Regions from separate parts of the Sus scrofa genome. Here region 1 is linked to region 2. The links are chromatin contacts, called in public promoter capture Hi-C maps. All regions are on one chromosome and are shown on one strand. The core of a region is the stretch at or near the end of the contact, and the rest is flanking DNA. Distances in the headings are between cores, read along the strand shown. Region 1 overlaps LOC100623157. Region 2 holds the start of KCTD15 (BTB/POZ domain-containing protein KCTD15).

The links. Promoter capture Hi-C pulls out the DNA fragments that hold promoters and counts their contacts.
Region 1: a contact with region 2 is called in a promoter capture Hi-C map of liver, with 5 times the contacts expected there. The contact joins the enhancer-like site here to the promoter of KCTD15 in region 2. A contact is called at or near these places in 1 of 5 promoter capture datasets (liver), 9 of 47 Hi-C or Micro-C datasets (alveolar macrophages, epiblast stem cells, heart right ventricle and 4 more) and 1 of 2 datasets of contacts at active chromatin or transcription factors (skeletal muscle).

The regions. Positions count from the first base shown.
Region 1 is chr6:43,598,512-43,601,211 of Sscrofa11.1, forward strand. It overlaps LOC100623157, which reads right to left. Exons shown (of 10, transcript XR_002344636.1): 8 at 1,843-1,933. Among named protein-coding and RNA genes, the nearest start is that of KCTD15, 71 kb to the left of the region's middle. Within about 2 kb of position 1,335, at least 2 of the 83 cell types and tissues checked have an H3K27ac peak or open chromatin away from gene starts, as enhancers often do. A contact at or near this core is called in liver, where this site is marked.
Region 2 is chr6:43,527,264-43,529,963 of Sscrofa11.1, forward strand. It overlaps KCTD15 (BTB/POZ domain-containing protein KCTD15), which reads left to right and starts at 1,414. Exons shown (of 7, transcript XM_021094316.1): 1 at 1,414-1,577.

The DNA.
Region 1 (2,700 bases), core at 85-2,584, 71 kb after region 2:
CTGGGACCTCAGTTACAATTACGGTAAAAGCTTTTCATTATGTCCAAAATATGACATACTCATTCTGTATTTTCCATCATTTTGTCTTTTTGTGCTTCACTGCAGACATTTTTTTCTGATATATCTTCCAATTCACTATTCCTCTCCTAATTTGTGTCTCATCTACTTGGAACTCATCTAATATGTTATTTTTAATTACACTTTTTCAGTTATATTTCCATTATTTTGTAGGTCACAGATGCATCTCTGATCCCACATTGCTGTGGCTGTGGCATAGACCAGTGGCTACAGCACAGATTCAACCCCTAGCCTGGGAACCTCCATATGCCACAGGTGCAGCCTTAAAAAGACAAAAAAAAAAAAATCCGTTCTGTCTCTCATTTCCTTGAATGTATTGATCAGAGGGTATTTTATCTATATCTAATAACTCCAATAACTTGGTTCCCTGTGAATCAGTTTCTTCTTGTTTTTTTTTTTTTTCAGGGGGCTGCACCAACAGCACATGGAATTTCCCAAGATAGGGGCTGAATCAGAGCTGTAGCTGCCAGGCTATGCCACAGCCACAGCGACATGGGATCCGAGCCCACATCTGCGACCTACACCACAGCTCACAGCTACACTGGATCCTTAACCCACTGAGCAAGGCCGGGGACTGAACCCACATCTTCATGGATACTAGTCGGGTTCATTTCCGCTGAGCCACAAGGGGAACTCTGTCAATCAGTTTCTATTATCTTTCCTCTCTTGGTTTAGGGTGATTTAGTTTTGTCTCCTGGTATGCCTAGTAAATTTGGATCAACTGCTACATACTGTATATGAAAAATTATAGAACTAAGGTGATACTGTGGATGAGGCTATCTTTCTCCAGAGATTTTCTTTTGCTCTTGTCATACAGTTGGTATAGGGGCATATCCTTAGTTTGCTTTGAGTAAAACCTTTTTGAAAGTTGGTCCTTTTTTGATTTGCCCATACTACTGGTATAAACTTTCTGAGGTCCTAACAAAAAGGCTAGGCTATTACCAGGGCCTCTCTGAGACTGCCAAAGCTTTGCTCAGCTTCTTAGCACTGAAGTCACTGCTCTTAGAGATAAATGCCTTGAGAAGAATAATAGTGCTGTTATATACTAAATATCTGTGCTCCCCCCCAATTCATATATTGAAGCCTTAGCCCCCAGTGTGATGGTATAAGGAAGTGAAGCCTTGGGAAGGTAATTAGGTTTAGTTGAGGTCATAAGGGTGGAGCTTCTGTGATTTGATTAGTGCTCTTATAAGATCAGAAAGAGACATCAGAGCTTCCTCTCTTTGCCTTGTGAGGACACAGAGAGAAGGTGGCAATCGGCCAGCCAGTCCTCATCAAGAACCGAATCTGCTGACACCCTGGTTTTGGACTTCCAGCCTCCAGAACAAAAGTGTCAAATGTCAGATTCACCTTTCTGTTTCTGTTCTCTCCAGGATCTTGCCCTCTCAAGTTCTCTCAAGTTAGACAGATTTTTTAAATTATCCAGCTGTTCTACTTGTTTGAGGTTGGAGGCTTGGTTTGATCCAGGTTGGTGTTCCAGAGTCAGAAGTAGAGGTCTCAACTATTGCTATAGCATAATTCCTCGGTTATAATGATGGTTAGCACAAAAATAAAGGTTTAGAGTATTGGTTTTGGTGTAATAAATTCCATATGGGTGGGTTTTAAAAAGTGCAGATTGGTTCAACTGATTGGAAAAAGTAGAAAATTACAGCTTTCTATTAAGATAAATTATTCTAATTAAATTAGTATAAGAAGCTTTTGAGCAGTCACTGAAAACATACATCACAGCTAATTTCCTAATATTTTTCCCACAGTGACGTATACCTTTGGTTTATAGCAGTAAGAATTAGAGGAGCTGCAAGCTTCCCAGCTCTCCACCAGGCTCTGGATCACGCCGCTAGATGCTGCCAGGTCCCTAAGAAGACAACATATTTGATTCAGTATCACAGTCCAGGCAAACTCATTCAACAAACATACAGCAACCAAATTTAAAGAGCCTTATCTTATGTCTCCAAAATTTTCAGAAATTATTCTTTCAAAGTACAAACATCCACAAAAACTGAGAAGATGAAGAGTTCCCATCGTGGCTCAGTAGTTAACGAATCCAACTAGGAACCATGAGGTTGCGGGTTCGATCCCTGGCCTCGCTCAGTGGGCTAAGGATTTGGCATTGCCACGAGCTGTGATGTAGGTCTCAGATGTGGCTTGAATCTGGCGTGGCTGTAGTTGTGGTATAGGCCGGCAGCTGTAGCTCCAACTAGACCCCTAGCCTGGGAACCTCCATATGCCATGGGAGCGACCCTAGAAAAGGAATAGAGACCAAAAAAACTGAGAAGATGAAAATAGAAAATAATTTTCCATAACAGAATAGAGATGTGATACTGCAACTACTTGTCAAGGGACAACTGCTGTTTTAAGCTTTGCCCCAACAGATGGTTCATGACACATGGGTGAAAAGGCCATCAAAGCACAAAGTTCATCCTGTTTTGGCAGAGAATGGGATAAACTAGTTAACCCAAAGGCCAGGCTGCATGCTGTATACTGAACCACATGTCCTACAGGAAGAGAGGGAAGATAAGAACAGCTGGGAAGGCTAAGAGTATCGACTATAGGCACTCATGTTTTGATGAGCAAATGGGCTTTATTCTCAAGGCTGGGCAAAACTACCGTCAAATGTATAGC
Region 2 (2,700 bases), core at 164-2,663:
CCCTGGCGGCCCCTGAGAGTGGGGCCGCTAGAGGGCGCCCAGGTCCGGCTGGAGTTCGGGGTGGGGGCCCCGGCGCGGCTCTGGGCTGGAGCGCACCCGTCCTCCAGCTCGAGCCTGGCTCGAGCCAGGGCGTCCCCGAAGCCGGACGGGGGCGCAGTGCAGGCCGGGCGCGCGGCACTGGAGGCTCCGTGCTCCGTTTCCTAGGAGCCGGGAAGTGGTCCAGGAGCAGGCGGAGGTGGGGGACGGGCGGGGAGCGAGAGAAAGAGGAAGGGGAGGAGGAGGTAGGACAGGAGGAGGAAGCGGCAGCCGCCTCGGGGACCAGGGGGGACGCCCTGGGCGCAGGCCTCGGCGCCGCGAGGAGTCTTGGCGTTAGACGTCTCCATCGCGCCGCGCGAGTCAAGGAAATGGCGCGTCTGGCCGCGGGGGGCCGGCCGGGCGCCCCCCTCCCCCGCGGTAGCCGACCGCGTGTCCGCAGACGTCACGGGCGGCGCTGCTCCCCGGTAGAGGGGCGGTCGGGGCAGAGACCCGGGGAGGAAGGCCGGGGAGGGGGAGGGGCGGCTCTGGCCCCCGGCTCCGCTCCAGCCCCGGCCGACTCGCAGCCCAGTTTCTTCCCAAGTCCCGCCCCTGGCCCCGGGCGCCGCGGCGGCGGCTGCTCTCCTCTTTGTAACCGAGGAGTCAAGAAATGTGAGAAACGTGCCCTGTGTTACTTATTTGGGAGCCGAAAATTTATGCCCAGCTGAAAGCGCCCGGGGAAATATTACATCAGATGAAATGACAATGATTAAAATCAGCTTCTCCCCCGCCCCCTCCCGAGCCCGGAGGAGGCCCGGGCGCCGCGTGGCTGGCCGGCGGGGGGCGGGGGCTGGGCGGCGGAGGGCGCGGGGCCTGGGCGCACCGCTCCCGGGAGGGTCCTGGCGGAGGCCACGGCGGGAAGGCGCAGGCTTCGGGGGAGGCGGGTGGTGCTCGCCCGGCTAAAGGAAGGGAAACGGCGCATTTTTGTCGCCGAGCGCGGTAGGCGCGGGCGCGCGGAGCTAATTGCGACTCTAATCCTCTGCCCCGCGGCGCAGCCAAGCCCCGAGCCAGGAGTCGCCGCGCGCTCCCGCTCGCCTCGCCGCGCTGGGTAATTTGGAGCCGGATCGCTGCCCTTGGCGTCCGGGCTCGGCCGCGACGGGGCGCGGGCTGAGGGCTGAGGTGGGGGGCTGGTTTTCTCGCCAGCAACCGGGGAAGGCCGCTGGAGAGAGAGGAGGGAGGAGAGGAGGTGGGAGCGGCGGGAGGGCAGCCGGAGAGCGGCGCGAAGAGGAGGCGGCGGCGGCGGCCGCGAGGAGGGGAGGAGGCGAGGGGAGGGCGGGGAGGGGAGGCCCCGGCGCGCCGCGCCGCGAGGGGCCGCGCGAAGCGGGGGCCGGGGCGGGAGGGGTGGGTGGGGGAGGGTTGGGGGCGAGAGAGAAAGTAACTCCAGGACGAGACCGGAGCGACCCGCGCGGCGAGCATAGGCGGCGAGGCTGTGCCCGGCGCCCGAGACCGGCGGCTGCGGGGGGCGGGGGCTGCGCCCGAGCCGGATCCGCCGCTCCGGCTCCGAGGTAAGCCCCGCGCGGGCGGCCACCGCTCAGCGACGCGCACCCCTGTCCCTAAAGTGGCTGTGATACCCAGAAAGTCGCCCGGCCGGGATTCGGACCTGGGCGGGGGCGGCTGCTTTGTCCCGGTGCAAGGCGGCGGGGACTGGCGGCGCGGGGGCACCCAGCACAAAGGCCTGGCGCGGGAAGGGGGGATTGCCCACGTGGGCCGGCCCTGGCCCCGGGTGGACCCTCCCCACGCGGGCGGGCACCGAGCTTCCTGCCGCGCGGGGCGGGGTGGGGGGGAGGGTGGCGTTCAGGTCCGGGCACTTGGGCCTCAGTGCAGGGCCGAGCGCCCTGCAGAGCCAGCGAGTTTCCGGGGTCAGAACCGGGCTCACGCAGCTGGGGCTTCGGGCTGATTGGGCCGGGCTTGGTGTCCAAATCAGGGAGAGAAAAAGTCTCCAACGGGACAGATGTGCGTCCTCAGACGCCCACCCGCGAGTCCCAAACGGAGCGGAAGGGGCTGGCGCGCCGGTGGGTCATCCCAAGCGCGGGTCTGGAACCCCAGGCGGGCCGCGCGGAGACGCGGTCGTCGCCGCCGGAGCCCTGCACCCCGCCGGTACCCCCAGACCTGGACGCGCGCACCGGCACACACTCTCAAACAGCCCCCCCTCCCCCTTAGCTGGAGCGCGTTTCCGTCCTCCGCGCCCCCCACCCCCGGCTGCAGAAAGATAAGCTTCAAGTTTTCACTCGGTGTCTCAAATGTGCATGAAGGAATTTAACTGCACGAGTGAATAACAGCATTAGTTTCAATTAATTTTTTTTAATCCCGGCAACAATAAACTTTGAGAACAAAAGCGCTTTTACGTCCTTAATTAGGCGAGCTTCCCATCTGTGGTCTCTTAAGTGTCTGCCTCTTGATTTAACTTTGTCTTCCGCCCCGCCCCTGCCGCACACCCCTCCCGGTCCTGCCAGGCGCTCTGGGTTCCGCGGCCACCCCCGCCCCGCGGCGCCGCGGGCCTGGGCCCAGCCGGCTCCGGCCGCCCCGAAGTTCACAGCGGCCGGCGGGCTCCGTGGAGGGGCTGGCGCGCGCCAGGTGGCCCGCCTGCCTCCCTTCTAGCCCACCTCCTGGGCAATTCTGCAGGCCCCT